Regions from separate parts of the Ovis aries genome. Here region 2 is linked to region 1. A link is a contact called in public Hi-C data. All regions are on one chromosome and are shown on one strand. Each heading gives the region's core, a stretch centred on a gene start, on an enhancer-like site or on the middle of the called end of the contact. The rest is flanking DNA. Distances are from core to core; before and after follow the strand shown. Region 1 has its middle 15 kb from the start of UNC93A. Region 2 overlaps FRMD1 (FERM domain containing 1).

Evidence for each region. A called contact is a pair of places that touch in the nucleus more often than the background predicts.
Region 2: a contact with region 1 is called in a Hi-C map of liver, with 5 times the contacts expected there. The contact joins two enhancer-like sites. A contact is called at or near these places in 3 of 16 Hi-C or Micro-C datasets (hypothalamus, liver and tail adipose tissue).

The regions. Positions count from the first base shown.
Region 1 is chr8:89,739,160-89,741,859 of ARS-UI_Ramb_v3.0, reverse strand. No RefSeq gene overlaps it. Among named protein-coding and RNA genes, the nearest start is that of UNC93A, 15 kb to the right of the region's middle. Within about 2 kb of position 1,374, at least 6 of the 54 cell types and tissues checked have an H3K27ac peak or open chromatin away from gene starts, as enhancers often do. A contact at or near this core is called in liver, where this site is marked.
Region 2 is chr8:90,129,200-90,131,946 of ARS-UI_Ramb_v3.0, reverse strand. It overlaps FRMD1 (FERM domain containing 1), which reads left to right. Exons shown (of 14, transcript XM_042253741.2): 14 at 1-757. Among named protein-coding and RNA genes, the nearest start is that of FRMD1, 26 kb to the left of the region's middle. Within about 2 kb of position 1,301, at least 18 of the 54 cell types and tissues checked have an H3K27ac peak or open chromatin away from gene starts, as enhancers often do. A contact at or near this core is called in liver, where this site is marked.

The sequences.
Region 1 (2,700 bases), core at 125-2,624:
CAGGTCTCGCTCAACTTTTCCCTGAAAGGTAATTACACTGAGAATGAAAAAAATATTCTATAGCAGGGTTTTCAAGAAAGGCGCTATTTTAAAGCACGTTCGCTCCTCTTGGTGTGAGCTGGACACTGTGATTCGCTTTCCACAGGTGGAGTATGGTGGACGTGACTCATATCACTCCCCTGCAGGTCACCAAGGCAGGTGGCTCCTCAGGCTCCCTGGGAAGCCTCACTAGGGACGAGCCAGCACTGTGTCTTGAAGGCAGCCAGCACCCCTGCAGGAGGCTGTGCGCGAAGTGTGGATGCCGCGGGAGATGCCGCCGCGGAAGGCCAGCCTTCAGACGGCTTCCAGGTTCCTCACCGACTGACTCAGAGATACATACTGAGATATATTTATATATGTGTGTGTGTGTATCCATGTGCATATACATATATACATACACACGTATACACACATGCATACACACGCATACACACATAGACATACATACCTATTTGCATACACATACACAGTGAAAGGAAGTGGTCCACATGGTTACAGAGGCTGAGAAGCCCCCCACGTGCTGTCTGCCAGCTGAGACCAGAAGGTGGTGCAAGGCAGTTTGGTCTGAGAGTCTGAGAACCAGCAGAGCGGAAGGTGTAAACCCCAGCCGGGGGCAGGAGAGGCTGAACAAGCCAGGCCAGCGTGTCAGTGAGCAGGAGAAATGGGGGATCCTCCTCCCCGCACCTTTTGTCCTATTGGGGTCCCAGCTGACTGGACGCTGCCCACTCACAAAGGGCGGGGCCCAGGGCTTTACTGAGTCCACCTATTCGAATGCTAATCTCATCCGGAAACACTCTCACACACACTCAGAGTCCTGTCTAACTGGGAGCGTGAGTGCTAAGTTGTTCAGTCACGTCCAACTCTTAGCAATCCCAGGGACTGTAGCCTGCCAGGCTCCTCTGTCCATGGGATTCTCCGGCAAGAATACAGGAGTGGGTTGCCAGTCCCTTCTCCGGCAGATCTTCCCGACCCGGGGATCGAACCCAAGTCTGTTGAGTCTCCTGCACTGGCAGGCGGATTCTCTACCAACCATGCCATCTTGGAAGCCAGTTAAAGCCCTTAGGATAATCTGTGTCTGGGGGGAGATTTCATAAACTGTAACAGAGAAAGAGTCAGGGACAAGTGGGGAATTTTCTGCTGGCCCTGAAACCATAGCTTACAGATGGCTTCTGGACTCTGCCTCTCGCAACCAAAATGCCGTGTTAATAAGCTGAGTCCAGGCTTGCTGAGTCTGAAATAATGATGACTTTTGAGCCAAGCACGGGATTAGAGCCATGATCACTGCGCCTGAGGGAACTGCCCCAGGCTCAGGCCCTTCGCTGGGCAGGGAATTGTGTGTCCCTGACCCCAGGCCAGAGGCTTCCTGGCTGTCCCTGGCTGGCCTCCAGCCATACAGGCTCTGCCTTTAGAGTCTCTTTTCTCTGGGTTCTCAATGCCAAGTGGGCGAACTCAAGGCCAGAGCATGGCCTGTGGCCTGCGGGCCCTTCCTTTATTTCCCACCGCCGATGCCTCAGCAATGACTCTGCACTCAAGAGCCTCGTGCTGGATTTGAGCCTCATGGAGACACTGGAGTCTGACCTGGGGGTCTTGAAGCTGCTCACCCGCACCCGCCTCGTCCTCCATAGCCTCCCGGGGCCCAGCCAGGAGGCAGGGGAGCGTGGCTTCCCCTGCAGCCCACAAAGCTGGGGAACCATCCCTGGGGCTCCGGGAAACGACCTGTTCTCTCCAAGTTCACTGGGATATGAGTGATAACCCAGAGCAGCCACTTACCCTGCTTCCGTCAGTCAAGCCACTCCCATGCTTTGCTTTTCTTTTTGGGGTAAATTGAAGAAAGGGAGAGAAACAGAAATATGGAACCTACAACGGCTGCTTCCAGGATCCTCTTGGAGAGCTGGCCGATCCCGAGCCTTTGCACGTGGGTGTGAAAGGAACCCCAGCATTTCTGGGACTCCGACAACAAAGGAAGGCATTCCCGGCCACCGGCCACTGAGGGGTTTGGTTTCTGAAAGCTGCAGCCTTGAAGCTGTGTTACAGTTGCTGGCTGCTCACTTGCCGAAGGGAACTTTATATTCTTTTCTCTGTTCCAGGTTTTCCTGCTCAGTTAGTAAAACTCGCTTTTCATTTGCTGCCACCTCCGGTTCTGCCCTGGATTTCAGAGGACACCTCACCAAACGGCCTGGCTAGCGTGAGGTCAGACGCCTGCTCCTGCAGGGGGCAGGGTGGGGGCAGCAGGAGGGAGGCGGCTCTTGTCTGGTGAGGATCCTGGTCCCCAGGGCGAAGGATGGAGCAGCCACAGCCCTTTCTCGTCACGCCCCTTCCACAGTGATCTTCTTTTTCATTCTGGAATGGTCCCCACTCTGTGGGCGAGGCCCCTGGTTTTCAGAAACCTTAAGTCCGAGAGAAAGCACAGCTTGGAGTCTGGCTGACAGAAGTTGGTGGGGGCCCTAACGGTCTGGCCAGGTTTGCTGAGCCCAGGACTCTGCCGCCCACCACCCCTGCCCCCAACCACTCCCGGTGGGCATGGCCACGTGGCTGATTCTGCCCGGGGAGGGCACGGATGAGCCCGGGGCCCCTGGCAGCCTGGCTCTGGAGGCCTCCTCCCTCCTCTTTCTCTGGCTGAATGGGAAGACTTCATGGCCTCCAGGGGCAAAATGGTGCCGG
Region 2 (2,747 bases), core at 52-2,551, 390 kb before region 1:
GAGACCTCTCTGAGCTTCACCACCTCTTCACTTGGCATCCACCGGTGGCTGAATGCTGAGTAGAGTTTCACAGGGATTTCTGGAAAAGCACGCTGAGAGCCTGACCCTCGCTGGAGGCTCACTGTGGGTGACTGAGAGGTGGGTGAAGCCCAGGGCCCTGCCTGGTTGGGCCCACCGGGTGAGGGGCGCCGGGAAGGCAGGCTGTAGGTGTGCTGTCCCCGTCAGAGTCAGGGCGCTGCCCCCGGGCTGAGACACGGCCCCCGCCATTCCACCCCGAGGGCCCTGCGTGTGTGGGCCCTTCGTGAAGCCATCCACCTGAAGGCCCAGCTGGGGCAGGGGCCGGCCTCGCGCTGCCGTTCTATCTTCCCAGACGTTCTGGAGCACGTCTTACCTGCCTCCTGACCCCAGATGGGCCCCTGCCTCCCTTCCAGAGGCTCTGGGGGTGCCGCTGTGGACAGGTGGGACTCCACGGCAATGCCAGCCTGAGGCAGGTGACAGGCACCTGGGTGCGGGCAGTGTGGCTTAACCCACTGCAGGTCCTCCGGCCTCCCCCTTGCACCCTCCGCCCTCTTTGGTTGCACTGACCCGTGCGGTTCCAAGCGCTGTGCCCGAGATGGCACCGTCCCCCCAAGTCAGGATGGAACCTGAGCCCAGGGGGCAGAGGGTGCAGCCCAGTCTTAACTGGGCCTCTGGGTCCTTTCTGTGAAAAGGGTCTTGTTTGCGCACACACCGGGCACAAATAAAGAGCTGGATGCTGGCCCGTGTCTGCACCTGGACGGCCCGTGCTGGGTGGGCAGGGAGGCGCGGCCACACCAGTGCCCAGTTGCCCTGGTGAAGGTTCCTGGTCTTCACCCTGTGAGGAACCGACTCTGTGTGGCGGGAGGAGCTTGGCAGGAAGGCCAGCCCTCGACATTGGAGCTCACGTTGATCTATTTCCTTTTTTGAAGAAGTGTGACAAGAAACCCACCCTCACCTGTGGTCTGTGGTTGCTGAAGGGGCTGGCCAGCAGGATGGCTGGGCCAGTCAGGGCAGCCTCTCCCCTAGGCCAGGGTCACCCAGGAGGTCAGGTGCACCCCGGGGAGGTGGCACACAGGGGCAGCCCTCCCAGCGCGCAGCACGGTCAGGGTCCACTATGGTGGAGCTGGACCTCCGGGGCTGCCCGTCAGTCCTGGGAGCAGCAGGTGCCCACATGCCTGGCTGGGCTCCTGCAAACAGGGCTCCCAAGGACACCCAGCCTGTGGCCACACGAGCAGGTGACGAGGCCGGTGAGGCAGGGCCTGGAGGATGGGGCGGGGCACCCAGAGCCCTCAGGTGGGGGCACAGCCCCGCTTCTCTGAGAATTCCCGAGGTCACACTGGGACGGTCCTTATGGTAGGACACGAGGCCACGTCTGCCCTGATCCAGGGCACGATTATCTTATTTCCTTTAAAGGAGCTCCTGGGAGCGAGAGCCAGCCCGATGAACTGCTTTGCTCTCGGGCAGGGCTGAGCGTCAGGTTGGGGCCGGGATCCACACACACCCCTAGGTGTGCCCGCGTGTGCACACGAACGCAAGCACATGTGATGAGTGGACACGGAGCAGAGGAGGGACGCCCCTTTAGAGCTCCCGCCCTGGCGCGTGGAGTGGGGTGGCCAGCACAGGGCGCGGTGGCCCTGGGGGCGGGGCTGCCTTGTAGGGGGCGTGTCTGGGCGGAGGGGCGGGGCCTGTTGGGGGACAGCGCATCCAGCCTGCCCTTCTGTTACCCTGACCCAACCCAGCCTGGCGCAGGGTGGCCGGCTCCAGGGCCCAGGGAGGCCGGCCCAGCACCCTGTGCCCTCGCAGACGGAGGCACCGCTGCTGACCCGGAAACCACCAGAGCTCCGTTCCTATTTCTGTGCTCCCTCTGGGCCTTGTGGAGACGCAGAAAACTGCCCAATGTCCACTCAGCAGCAGGCTGAGTGGTGGTTGGGCAAATACAGGATGGCTGAAGGCAGGGAGGGGCCTCGCTGTGGTCGCCAGCCCCTCCCCCGGCGGCCTCCCTCCGTCTCTGCCCACGAGGGGGCAGCAGAAGGCCAGGGCTGGAGCAGGAGGAGGAGGGTTCTTTAGGACATCAGAAAAATCGTCCTTTCATTTTGCCTAAATTAGAGCAAAGGCCTTTCAGGCAAAGCAGGTACTGGAGAGACCCAGGAAGACAGCTGTGAGTGGTGGACGGGCTGTGGTCTTCCCAGAAAGCCATCAGGGCTGCGGGTGGGCCGACACTGCCACCCGAGGGCTGTGCGGGCCCCAGGGCTGTGGCGAGGGCCCTCCCTCACATGCCTCCCTCCACACTTGTCAGGAGGGACAGGGAAGCCCCCAGGTTCCCTCTGGACCCTGAAGCCTGGGCAGATGGCTCAGCAAGTACAGGCTGGACGTGACCGCAGCTCCCCCAGCACTGCCAGCTTGCTTCTGATGGAGGCAGAGGGCACAATAGTGGGTCATCACGAGAAACCCTAGGGCTTGCTCAGGGCTCACTCCCGGGCCAGCCACCAGCTGCTGGGGCCGGGGAACCTGCATGCTGACGATTCCCGCCCATTTCCCCAGGGGACTCGGCTCCCCAAGGTGCCGCCCCAGGGGAGAACCGGGAGGCGTCCCCCAGCTGTGCTCAGGGGGCTCTGGGGGCAGCCACCACCCACCCAGGGCTCCTGCGGGGCAGACTCCCCAGGGCCAGCAGGCGGGGCAGGCGGGCTGACTGCCAGGCCGGCAGGGCTGGGCCTTGGGCCCCGCTGGCA